Linked DNA regions of Rattus norvegicus: region 2 is linked to region 1. The links are chromatin contacts, called in public Hi-C maps. All regions are on one chromosome and are shown on one strand. The core of a region is the stretch at or near the end of the contact, and the rest is flanking DNA. Distances in the headings are between cores, read along the strand shown.

What was found. A called contact is a pair of places that touch in the nucleus more often than the background predicts.
Region 2: a contact with region 1 is called in a Hi-C map of liver, with 2.6 times the contacts expected there. The contact joins the promoter of Ddx18 here to the promoter of Ccdc93 in region 1. A contact is called at or near these places in 2 of 12 Hi-C or Micro-C datasets (liver and psoas muscle).

What each region holds. Positions count from the first base shown.
Region 1 is chr13:35,158,873-35,165,922 of GRCr8, forward strand. It overlaps Ccdc93 (coiled-coil domain containing 93), which reads left to right and starts at 1,506. Exons shown (of 24, transcript NM_001024997.1): 1 at 1,506-1,685; 2 at 4,932-5,045. The coding sequence starts at 1,644.
Region 2 is chr13:35,294,113-35,300,696 of GRCr8, forward strand. It overlaps Ddx18 (DEAD-box helicase 18), which reads right to left and starts at 1,860. Exons shown (of 13, transcript NM_001006996.1): 1 at 1,743-1,860; 2 at 1-229. The coding sequence starts at 1,827.

The DNA of each region.
Region 1 (7,050 bases), core at 256-2,755:
CCCAGCGGCCATGGGTAGCTCATAACTATCTGAAATTCAGGTTCCAGGGGCTCTTATACCCTTGAACTTCTGTGAGTGGGAGGCACGCACACGGTGTGCAGGCATATATATATACAGGCACAACATTCAAACACCTAAAATAAAATAAATAAATCTAAAGTAATAATTGAAGTTATTAGCGACATTAAGAGGAGGAAGGGAAACAAAGGCAAACCCCTTTGATGGCGAGAAGCATGTGCTTTCACGGTCTTCTATCCCCTGCTTCCGTAAAGATCTCCTCTAAGGCAAAAGACTTCACAGCACTCCTGCCTCCATTTCTTACAAAATGAAAGTAAGCTGGTACACCGTTATGGAGCCAGTGCTGGGCTGGTGGGAAAAGACCACCCTGTGTATAGCCACCATCCTTTGGGACAGACAAGGGGCACATTACATAAGTGGCACAGCAGCTAATATTATGTGATCACGGAACTCCGCATTCTGCAAAACACGTCTCCCAAAAAGACGTAGAGCATCAGGACAAGATGGGGTGGGGATAAATTTCCAAACAAAATTTTCCTGGAAATAAGACACAGAGACTAGGAGGGAACAGATGTAATAATCTCTCTCTGGGTTCTCTGTCCCCAGGTACATATATTGATAGCCGGAACAAGAGTGTGTTAAATATAGCTGGAACTGGGTCTTAGCTGCACAAAACGTAACCAAGTGGGGACTGCTGACTCAGGAGCTGGGATCTTCCAAAGCTAGGCTTGGAGAGAACCAAACTCACAGCATCTGATATCCAGGAAATGAAAGGAAGGGAGCCGGAATGCAAGACATCCTCATGACGCAAGGAAATAGCTTTTAAGAAGGTCCTTGAAGGCTAAGAAACTAGAAAGTGGTTCTTGACAGGACAAAAAAAAAAAAAAAAAGTCTTAAGGGAAAGGAATGGGACTCGTTAAAGATCACTAGTGATATAAGGGTTGAAAGGAGAAATACTAGAGGTAGAAGGATATAAGAAGGAAGGGGCGGGGCAAGGAAATGGTAGAGAAAAGTAGGTGGGGGTTCAAGTAAAACTAAGTATGTATGAAAATGCCATAAGGGAACTTATGCTACTTTGTAAACGGGAAAGAAAAGGGAACTGGTCACGGTGGCACATGCCTATAATCTTAGGACATGGGATGGGGAAGCAGGAAGATCAGAAGTACAAAGTCATCCTCAGATATACAGCAAGTACTAAGCTAGGCTGGCTAAGACAGTCTCAAGAAAAAGACAGAACAATAAGAAAACATTTTAAGAAACAAAAACTTAAAAAAGAAAACGAAAGTAAAGAAAAAGTAAAAGAGGAAAAACAGAAGAAAGAGAAACATTTAAAAAAGAAATAAAAAGTAGTTTAGGAGGAATCTTCAGCTCAGTACCGCCCTTGAGGGGAGGATCGGTTACTCAGGATCCAGCCCCGCCCAGCAGTGCTGGCTGCCCTGGCGCAAGCGCAGGCGCAGTGGCTCCTTGCTTCTGCCCTAGTGCGCATGCTCCGCGGGGCCACGGTTCTCCGACCGGCTGTGGTAGTGTCAGCTCCTGTGAAGGAAGTTTCCGCTTTGCACCCCACCCGGATCACAGTCCGGTTATAGGACCGGCTCCCTTCGGTTCCACATCAGCGCATCCGGATCATGGGGTTACCCAAGGGGCCGGAGGGCCAGGGGCTCCCGGAGGTGAGGACCTCTGTCCCTGACACCCTGGGGTTGCTGGGGAGAGAGGGCCGATCCCGGGGCGGTGGGCAGGGACCAGGCTGGAGTGGCGGGGCACAGTGTCTGCGGTTGCTCAGGTGTGTCTGCCCCTAGGCGGGCTCTAGGTCTCCTGGAGGGGCAGCCGGCTGGTCCCCCGGCGTGCCAGGGTGCATCGTGTTGCTGGGTGCAAACTTAAGGGTTCCTGGGTCCTTTGGGGAGAGAGGGAACATCCAGAGATCTGCCCAGATGCAGCCTCATACATCATGATGTCCTAGGGAATTCCTATCTCGGGCTGTCTGGAGACCCCTCACATTGCGAGACTGGCTCCCCCAGGCCAAGGCTGCTGCGCTCAGGAGTCTCGGCAGTCACAAGACGAGCGGTGAGACTGTCCTGGCTCCTGGTGTGCAGAGGTCGGTGACCTTGGGACGCACTTCTCCTGCGGGGTCCAGGCGGCCAGCCTCTCATTCCCTTTTGTCGGGGTGGAACGCCACCTACCCGGCTTGTAGCCTCCTGCCCCTCCCCCCAGTCCCACGGGCCGGGGAGGATGAAGGAAGTTTGGGAGCTCTGCGCACATCGGGGTGATGACAAGAGTTGAGGACACCCTCTCCTGTGGTGCCCCGTGCCGGGACAGGAACATTGCTTAAGGAGGGAGAACCTTTCCAGGAATGCATTAGTCAAATTCTCAGCCTGTACTCATTCGCTCTTACAGACAAGACAGGACTTCCACCACGCTGGCTGGGAAGAAAAGCTCAACCACCTTCTAACGGTGGGCCACCCTTAGAGCTTGGCTGGGGGATTTCCAGTTGTTCTTCTAGTTGCCTTACTCAAAGCTCTGAGCTTAGTGAAGAGTCCCAGTTTCCAGAGAGAAGTAGGGAACACCTCTAGGGCACCTGGCTCCCCTTCTAGGGCGAGGAGGAGGCAGGCTTTGGCAGAGGTGTGCCCATTTCTTCGACACTGTGCCTAGTGGTCGTTCATATTCAACTGCACCGATCTTGCCTCCCTGTGCCCCTCACACACCCTTCTGTTACATCTTCACCCTACTCATTACCGAGTCACAGTGTTCAGTGCCCAGGAGACAATATTGCAGAGGAAGGGCTGATGTGGCCCTGCTTTAGGTAAAGTTTCATGGAGTCTGGACTGTAATAGTGTAGGTTTTCTTTGCCATGTACAAATCTCTCTCTCTCTCTCTCTCTCTCTCTCTCTCTCTCTCTCTCTCTCCCTCCCTCCCTCCCTCCCTCCCTCTCTCTCTCTCTCTCTCTCTCTCTCTCTCTCTCTCTCTCTCTCTCTCTGTGTGTGTTGTCGAAGTGCCTATGTGAATGTGTGGAGGTCAGAATAGAGCCTCCCATGTCACCCTCACGAACACTGAAAACCTCTTTTGAGGCATTCTTATTGGCCTGGCACTTCTCAAATAGGCTAAGTTGCATGGTCAATGAGTCCCAGGGATCTTTCTGTCCCTGGGATTACAAGGGCATAGCACCATGTCTGGCATGTTTACATGGGTTCTGGAGATTGAACTCAGATCCTCATGTAGGTGAGGCAAGCGCTGGTTAAGGCTTTTCTTGGCCGTCTGCTATGGAGTCCTGTCTAGGCTCCCAGTTCTACCCCAACTCCTTCAAACTAGTGGAAGTCTTTCTAACAGTAGTAAACACACCACTTCCGTGAGTATGCTTGACTCCTCAGAGGCTGCCAGGAGGCTGGGTCTGATTTGTTGCTCTTTTCTAGCTTGGTCTACATAGTGAGTTCTGGACCAGCCGAGGGGAGGAGGAGGGGGGTTGGGCATACATAGTGAGACCCCATCTCAGAAAAGGAAAAGCAAGGCAAGAACTGTATTATATTAGTGTGCACACAGATATACATTTAATAGAAGATATAAAGGTTAGAAACTAGCACAGGTATAAAATTTACAAGATCCAAATAACGAGGGTTTAGGGGAGAGTGCTTGCATACGTGCTTGAGCTGCGGGTCTGTCCCCAGCACAATGAACAGTGAGGGGTGGGGTGCCTCTAATCTTGGCACCCGGGTGGCAAGAGATTCAGAAATGTAAGGTCATAGTCCACGCACAGCAATGGAGGCCAACCCTGGGCACGTGAGACTTTGTCTTAAAAGGACAGAATTACTGTCACCTGGCTCTCAGCAATCCAGTTAACTAATGCAGTCCGGATTTTAAACCCCTTTGTGTGTATATGAGAGAAAACCATAGCTTTCAGCTTCTAGCTTCTGTGAGTGACAGTGCAGGACGCATGGGAGTTTGTTTATTTGGCCTCGTTTAAGAGCTCAGGGTGATCCGTGTTCATCAGTGTTCTGGTTATGAATCTATTTACCTGTACTTCATATATGTCCGCGTGTCTGCATGTGCGAGTGAATCTGGATACCCAAGAAGACCAGACGAGCGTTGTCAGATACTGCGGGGTTGAGTTAAGGTGGCGTTGAGCTGCCTGGTGTGGGGAACTGAACCTGGGTCTTCTAGAAGAACAGTGTGTTCCCTGCACCACTGAACCATCTCTCTGGCCTCCAGTATTCTGAGTTTAGTAACTGGATGTATTAACCAGTGCGGAGGGGTTTTATGGTTTCAAGAAAGGATGTTTTGTTTGTTTGTTTGTTTTCTGCGTATCAGCTCATGGCCCCTTTCCATTCTGTGTAAGCATGTTGATGTGTATAACGTGAATTTGGAATCAAACATCCCCATTCAGAGTCATGCTTATTTCATTGGTTCTGTTGGTTGTACATGCTAGCCTGTAGGAATGCCGTATACGGTGGATTGAGGTGGGAGATTGTTATCTTTATAACAGACACATGATGGCTGAAGGGTTCCTATTTTATTTATCTGTGTGTTTGTGTGTTTGCATGTTTGGTGTCTATATATGCCTAGGCATGTGTGTGTGGGTGTTCACATGCATGTGGGTACATATGTATGTGAGTCGAGGCCTGAGGTTGACATCAGGTGTCTTCCTCAGTCATTCTCTACCTTGGTCATTGAGCCAAGGCCTCTCAGTTGAATCCTGAATTTGCTAGTTGGTCTAGTCTGTCTATCCATATAGCTAGCCTGTGGTCCTTGCTTTCCAAGTGCTGGACTCACAGGTGGGCACCATGCCTGCCCAGCATTTATATGGGTTCTCTGGTCCTCATGCTCATATGGTCATCGGACTCTTGGTGATGCTACCGGAAGGATATACTTCTTTTCTGTTCAGTTGAGATGGCCTTTACCAGTTACACATATCCCTTTTGCTCCAGGTGGAAACGAGAGAAGACGAAGAACAGAATGTCAAGCTGACTGAAATCCTGGAGCTCTTGGTTGCGGCTGGCTATTTCAGAGCAAGAATTAAAGGCTTGTCTCCTTTCGACAAGGTAAGAAAAAGCCTCGCTATCTACTAAGCCATTTCTCTGAAGGACTGCACCGTTAACCAAGGTAGCGGAGGCTGGAGTGAGTGTGTTTTTACTTCCTCTTTCCCCATGATTCTATTCCTCCCCATCCAGATTCCTTAGGGATGCACTCGGATTTCCTGTTCAAAGAGAATTATAAGTCAGTAGGTGCAATCGGGTTCCTTTACTGTGCACAATATTTTAGGAAGCGTAAAAAAGCAAAGGAGTGTTTGTGCAGGCCGGGGAGACTCCTCAGTCAGTCAGTAGAGTGCTTTCTGAGAGAACATGGGGACCTAACTTGGATCCCCAGAACCCATGTTTAAAGAAAAGAAAGAAAGAAAGGGAAAGCAAAACCCAGAATGTGCCGTGCTTGTGATTCCAGTACTGGGGAAATGGAGCCAGGCAGATGCCTGGGTCTCCCTGGCCAGCCTGGCCAAACCGATGAGTCCCAGGACACCAGCACAGTGAGACCCTTCTCAACTAGAGAGATGGAGGGAAGCCTCCTGAGGAATGACACCCACTGCAGACCTGTGGCCTTTACATGGATGCATGTGGATGTACGCACACATACGCACACATGAACGCTCACACGTATACATGCACATATGAGAAATTGTTTCTCTCTTAAGGAACATATCCTTTGGGAAGGAGTTATGAAGTATATGGAGGAGATAATCTGAGTTCATAGTCATCCTGAAATGCATGCGTAGAAACAATGGCAGGTACCCTGTAGGTGGCAGCTGCCTGTTTTTGGGGGGGTGGGGTGGGGCTTCACGGGATGGAATATTTCATGTCTTTTAAACTTTTGTTTTAAAGTTTTATTTTTAAGTATGTGTACATGTGTGTTGGTGTGTTCAAATGGGCATTGGAACTCCTTTAAGCTGGAGTTAGAGTGGGGACCAAACTCAAGTTCTCTGCAGGAGCAGCATGCAATTTTAACCACTGAGCCGTCTCTCCAGCCCTGGGGTAGCATCTTTTAATTTAGCAGAGCTGTGAACAGTTATCATGCACAGGACCTAGTATTAGGTGTTGAGGGCACAGAGATAAGCAGTAGCCCTTCACTCAAAGAGCTCCACTGTCGAGAAGAGCGACAAGCCAACCAACAGGCAGGGCCTAAATTATATGGTGCCCAGTAGACTGCACCCCTCAGGCATCTGAAATCAATGGTAAGGAAGGCCAGGAAAGCTTTGGAAATAATGCTGCAGGCTCCAGGGTACCACCTTCCTCCTTGTATGTGGTAGAAGGAGCAAGGGATGTTTTATAAAAAGCATGTCCAGACCTCTTCCATTGAACTTTCTACTTAGGGGGGTCTGTGCTACCGACCTGGAAATGGGTATTTTATTGTACAACTCAGCTATTAAATAGGGACCAGAAAATGTCAGCCTTGCTGCCCACATGACTGGTTGGTAAAAGACATGATCTCTCCCGATCTGGCATATGTCAAAAACTGGGTGAAGGAATGGCTGGGGCTAGAGGATGGTTCAGCTGTCTGCTCTTCCAGAGGTCCTGACTTCAGTCCCCAGCAACCACATGGTAGCTCACAACCATCTATAATGGGATCTGATGTCCTCTTCTGGCACGTAGGTGTACAGAGAGAACACTCATATACATTAGATAAATCTTTAAAAAAGAAGAGAGAGAGAAATGCACCTCTCAGCTGATGACTCAGTGGGGTGGCACAGGCATGAAGATCTCAGCTTAATCGCCATATAAAAAGCCAGGGGCAGTGATAATCGCAGCACTGAGGAGATGGGGGATGCCTCAGGCTCCCTGGTCATGGTGTGCTCCAGGGTCAGCAAGAGACCCTCGCTCAAAAACCAAGGCATAGAACAATAGGGGACATTGGTGTGTCTCTCTGGCCTCCATATGCCCATGAACAGGCGAATGCATGCCCATGCGCATGCACACACACACACACACACACACACACACACACACACACACATACACACACACACCTTTCACATAAAAAGAAATCCAAGCACATAAT
Region 2 (6,584 bases), core at 610-3,109, 140 kb after region 1:
TCTGTAGATGGCATTGCTGCTGCTTCTCCATTGGTTAAAATGGTAAGTTTTTGGGGTGACTTTTTAACTTTGGCATTTTCCACAGTCTCCTCGGGCACGCCTCTACTTTGTGCTTCTGCTGAGCCTGCAGTCACAGAATGCTTCAGGGCCTTTTTAGCTTTTCCACCTTTTCCTAGTTCTTCAGGCACATCTCCATTTTCAGGCTGTGACAGGCTCCTGTCTGATGCTTCTGTTTAAAGACAGAACTTACACTGTGACAAGAGAAAGCTTAAACGCTGACATTCGCAGGAAAAAAAAATCCCGGGCTTTCTGGACCTCCCAATTGTTTAAAGTTGTTTTAACTTCAAAAGACCTTAGTTGGCATACAGAAGTCTATGAAAAATGTCGGCAAGGTCACATAATTAAATCAAATGATTAGTAAGCAGCAATGAGAAGAAATATATTTTTAACGTAAGTATCTGGACTGCTGGTGTTGCTGGCACACACCTTTAATCCCAGCACTTGGGAGACAGAGACAGGTGGATCTCTGAGTTTGAGACCAGCCTGGTATAACTGAGCTAGTACTGGGATAGCCAGTGCTAAGCATTTGATAAACATAACTGAATGTTTCACATTCCTACAGTTATTACTTATATAATTTCACATCACTCAAACCCAACTTTCCTAGACTTTGGTGAACTGAAAATTCAGTTAACGAAAACCACTCATTTGCCCTATTAAAGCCCCAAACTATCCTTACGAGGCAACACCATCTTTAGTTTACAATATTACCTACACCAAGAAGTAGCTACTAAGCGGCGTTAATTATTCTACAGGTACTAAATGAAGAAACTTCAATACTTATGCCTAAAACCCACCACGGCCTCTGCGCTTTCAATTACTATCTGTTGAAAATCATGTGGGTTGAGTCAATTTCCCTCAGCACTTCCCACGGAGGACTTAATTCAGTGATTCTCAATCTACTGGTCACTCGACCCCCCACTACAGGAGTCTCATATCAGATATTTACATTACGATTCATAACAGTAGCAAAATTACAGCTATAAAGTAGCAACGAGATAATTTTGTGGTGGGTGGGGGTCATCACAATATGAGGAACTTTAATAATGGGCTACATCATTAGAAAGGTTGAGAACCTTGTATCTTACAGGGAGGTAACCTAAACAAGCTACAAAAACTGCAACAAGAGAGTGACAAGTGTCAACTTTTCACTTAAGCCCTTGTGCCAAAACCAAGATGTTAAGGAATTTACAAACTAAGTTGTGTGCCACAAGAACCCTGGGAGAGTTCTGCGTTTAACATGCGAGGAGGATCCCTGCAGGAATGAAGAGAACAAGCTAAGAAAGACAGCAGTATCATCACTGGGAAAGCTCCGAGAAAAAGAATTCATAAAAGTTTGGGCAGAGGATGAGATCCAAGAACTAAGTAAAAGTCGGGAACCGCAAAGGGTAGTACCTAGATACAAAGTTCTCCATGGGGACTAAAGATGATGGGGGAGTCTAGGGTAATAGTTAGGTTTTGAATGTCCTGCCAACATAATGCTGGGAAGTAAGTTCGAGGCCTCTCACTTCCACCCCGTGCCGAGAAACCCACACCCGCAAAGAGCAGGGTGCACTGGGGCTGGGACCCAGGAGGCCTGCTCGTGCGGCGCATGCCGGGCTCCCGCCGGAAGCTGCCCGGCGCACCGCCGAGTTTCTGGGTTCCCGAAGTCGTTCGACACTGCGGGGTTCAGCACAGCTCACCTTGCAGCTTCAGGTTCCGTTGCCGCAGCTTGGCGTTCCGCTTTTCGATCTTCTTGCGCAGGAGTTTCATCTGTAACTGCGACATGTTGCCGGGTTGCCCAGCCGTCTGCACCGAGCGACAGATGCACGTGCGCAGTTCCGAGTCGGAAGTGTTGTATCGCTGGACTCGGCGGACCCGCGGGGCGGAAATGCTTTGGGCGGAAACGGTTTCTGGCGAGAGCTGGGTTTCCTTTGGAGACCGAATTTCCTGCAGCGCCCTCTGGGGACTGGAGGACGCGTTGTGAACCTGTTTGCCTTGCTAATGGCCCGCTAGTTTTACAAACCAAGACTGAACAATAAAAAATCCGATTGATTGGAAGACAGAATTCCTTGTGGCTCAGAAAAATCTGTTCTCCTTCACTGTTAGAGTGGTGTCAGTTTCCGGTCAGAAGAGGTTTAAGTCTTAAAGTCTTCTTGGTAGACGGGCGTGGTGGTGCTCGCCTTTAATCTCTGCACAAGGAAGGCAGGGCAAGTGGATCTTTGTGAGTTGAGACCAGCCTCATCCACAGAGCAGCACTCCACACCCACCCAGCGCGCCCCAAACGAAACAAAAAGACTAAGGAAACAAGAACAACAACAAAAATATAACAACTTGGGCCCTGTATCACACAAATGTCTTTCCTCACAGCATAGTTTTTCCTCAATTTTCCAGGGCTGCGTTCTCTCTCTCTCTCTCTTTCCTTGTCTCCCTCTCTCTCCCTGTCTCCCTGTCTCCCTGTCTCCCTGTCTCCCTGTCTCCCTGTCTCCCTGTCTCCCTCTCCCTCCCCCCTCTTTCTTTTCATTTCTTTTCTTTTTCTTTTGTGCTGGTGTGCGGTAGATGTATGATGAATGCCATAGGTAAAACAGAATTTTTACATGACTTCCATGAAGACAGAATCATAGTAACAGAACACATACTGACAGGGAAGTTCATGAACCACCTAACAAGGTTCCTGGTTTCAGGGTGGACATTTGGGTGAAGTCTTCATTCATCATACATTATGCTTAGATGTACGTGTGTGTGTGTGTGTGTGTGTGTGTGTGTGTGAGAGAGAGAGAGAGAGAGAGAGAGAGAGAGAGAGAGAGAGAGAGAGAGAGAGTGTGTGTGTCCGGGGATGGGCCTGCAGATGGAATCTTTAATTCAGCATTTCAGTGCTGAGTATTGAACCCAGGGCCTTTTTTATGTAGGTGGTCACCATACCGATGGAGCTACACTTTACTCCTAAGTGTCTAGAAGTATTATAATTGGGGCACAGGAGATGGCTCAGTCTGTGAAGAGATTGCCTTGCAAAAACAAAGACCCGAATTCCATCTACCTCTCATAGAAAGAAAGCCAGTTGTAGTGGTGCTCAGATGCCAGCTTCCTTCTAGGACCAGGCCCAGGAGAAACCATGTCTCAAGATAGTGCCTGATATCTGTGATGGCTATTCTTGTTGCCAACTTGACTGCATCTGGAATGAACTGCAACCCAGAAAAGGAGGACTTTTCTTGGTTTAAAATGGTCAAATACACTTCTAGTTCAGACCTTTGAAGGAAGAAGACATAAGCCTTTGATCTGGATCTGAAGGCTGGAAGGTCCACATTTAATCTGGGCCATACCTTCTGATGGAAGGTATAAGAACATGGACCAATGCTCTTTGCCTGTTTGCCCTGGCCTTGCTAGCCCATTCCTTCCTTCACCGGCATTAGAGTTTACTTCTTTGGGATTCCAGCATGTATTGAAGAGTAGCTGAGACCAGCTTGTGGCCTGAGTAACTACTGGATTCTTGGACATTTTATTCACAGCCACCACTGTTGGATCAGCTGGACTGCAGCCTGTAGGTCATTCTAGTAAATCATAACCTATCAATTGATCAATCAATCAGTCAATCAACCTACCTATCTAATCTAATCTATCTATCTATCTATCTATCTATCTATCTATCTATCTATCTATCTATCTATCTTTCTATCTATCTTTCTATCTTTCTATCTATCTATCTATCTATCTATCTATCTATCTATCTATCTATCTGTCTATTTATCTGTCTATCTATCTATCTACCTAGATCATTCTATTAAGTCCTGTTACTTCAGAGAATCCTGACATCCAGGGATGTCCTTTGATGAAAACACACGCTTTACCCTTGCTATTCTTTGAATTTTCTCCTGGGATCCTTAAACCAAGAACAGTGTTTGTAAAGTACAATGTAGATTTCCTATACTCTAATCAGATAAGAAGGGCTTTGATTCATGGGATAAGTCAGTCTGTAATCAACACCTTAGAATTGTTAGAAGTAGTGGTCACACCTGATCTAATCTCTAAAATAGGGTTTTTTCTTTACTTTCTTTTATGGTTGGTTGTTGTTGAACTGAGGATTAAATCCAGGTCTTTGGGCATAATGGCAGGAACTTCATCCCCAGACCACATGAAGTGATAGTCTATAAACTTTTGCATACCATTTTCTACAAAATTCACCACTGTACAGCATATAGGAGTCTTAAAAGGGCTACATTACTGTAATATACTGTAAATTAGCAGGCTGTGCTGCTATTTCACAACCTGATTGTCTTTAGGCAATCAAATGGCACAGTTTGGTAGGGTCACAAAAGCTATAGGGCTAGATCAGATACATTTGAGGTTTTCTTTGTGTGTGTGTGTGTGTGTGTGTGTGTGTGTGTGTGTGTGTGTGTGTTTGTGTTTGTGTTTGTGCGAGTGCGTGCGCATGCCTGTAGAGAGCAGAAGTCAATGCCCTGTGTCTTACTAAATAGCAAGTTTGTTTTATTTTTTGAAACAAGATTCTTTGACTGAGTGGAGAACTCACTGATTCACCTGGACTGGTCAGCACTCTCTAGGAATCTTGCTGTCTCTGTCCACGAGTTTCATGATTAAACATGACCACCACCTAGTCTGTCTTTCACTTGGTTGATGGATTTAGACTCAGGTCCTCATGTTTGCACAGCAGGAACTTTACCAAGTGAGCTGTCTCCTCAGCCTCTCACAAATCATATTTTAGTCACTGTCCATGAAAAATCTGAATAAAAATACTTAGGATTCAGTTACAAATCCAAACGTAAATTGTTGTTGTGTCTTTGAAATCTTGGTGTTTATTGCTGAGCTCACCCTTTACAGGGCTATCTGATTGCTTTAAAATTAATTATTGCATGGCCATGGTGGAACACACTTTTAATCCCAGAACTCAGGATGAAGATCTTTGTGAATTCAAGGGCAGTCTGGTCTATAGATCTAGATGTAGGACAGTCAGAGCTACACAGAAAACCCCTGCCTTGATAAACAAAAACAAAATAGGAAATTAATTGTTCACCTCTGGGCTGTGCACTGTGAACACATTTTATATCAAGTATCTACGAAACAGACATTTAAGGACATTCATAATTAGTTATCGCATCTGTATTTGATTGTAGGTTTTAACCTATCATTAAAAATTCTCATAGTAGGTGCTGTGATATATATATATATATATATATATATATATATATATATATATATATGAACCAGGATATGTTTGATAGAAGCACTGTATGGTGAGGTGGAAGGGGTGCCTTTGCAAGCCTATGCTGAGGCATCCCTTTCTCCTGAGGTACCAGCTACACAAAGGATAAAGTATGGAATAGAGTTTATTTAGGACATGAGAAAGGGGTTGAGGAGGAAATAGAGACAGAGGAAGGCGGGGGGCGGCAAGAAGAGGAGGAGGGGGAGGAGGAGGAGGGGGGGAGGAGGAGGAGGAGGAGGAGGAGGAGGAGGAGGAGGAGGAGGAGGAGGAGGAGGAGGAGGAAGAGAGGGTAGAGCAAGACAGGCATGCTATAAAAGGGGTTGTTTGACAGATAACTGTGGGGCAAAGCCTAAACGGAATGCTAACAGTAGGCACTGCAGCTCTATAGTGCTGGCCTTTCTGATATGGTATGTGTTAGTCGAGGCCTCTACCAACGGAGTCCTGTCCCGTCCCTTAAAGTTCAGTTGAAGTTCATTCCTTTGGGAGCTGATTTAGACTCTCCAGAAGTCTTGAAAGGAGTAACTCAGGTCTGGCTGCCTTTCTTCCTCTCTTCTCTTCCTTAACACAGTTCCTTAGCATTGCAGTAAGGAGGAGGAGGAGAAGCTACAAAAAGCAGTGGCCTTTCTTGCTTTTCTATTGTGAGTTTCTTCCACTCTTGGCTGGAATAGCAGAGCTTTTGCCTCCTCCTCTCGTCCTTCCACTCTTCCACCCCTCTTGTCTTTGAGCTAAGATCTCTATGTGTAGCCCAGATTGGTCTTGAACTTGTGATCCTCCTCCCTGTGCCTTGTGAGTGCTGACTTAATAGGCATGAGCCACTGTATCTGCCTCTGTCCTGACTGAATAGCCTTATATTGCTGGCAGGAAGTTTGAGCCACTGTTTTTTTATATGGCCTTAGTCTTGCTTATCCAGGTCTGTAGACCTGGATAGATTGACTCTAGTGGTTTCTAACCATAAGGACCTGGGAAGTTACCACACGCATTGATAATCTTTCTCATGATTCATCTATATCTTTCTGTTGATTCTACCCTCTGTTGTATGACTTCCTTCCTTCCTTCCTTTCTTCCTTCCTTCACTTTAAATAAGGCACTAATGACATATCAAATAAACAATTCCATCCAAATTCAGCTTGATGAATCATGTGCTTATTGGGGTGACTTACAGGAATGTGGGTGAGAGGCGACTAATGGGGACACAGAAAGTTCAAAGGGAGCTGTGTCATCGAAAAGCCAGCCCCAACATGGTGACCAGTCACAAACCCCTGTCCCTGGAGTTCCCTGCATGATATGGGCAACTGGGCTAATTGGAGAATCTCTTCCTCCAGCAATTGTT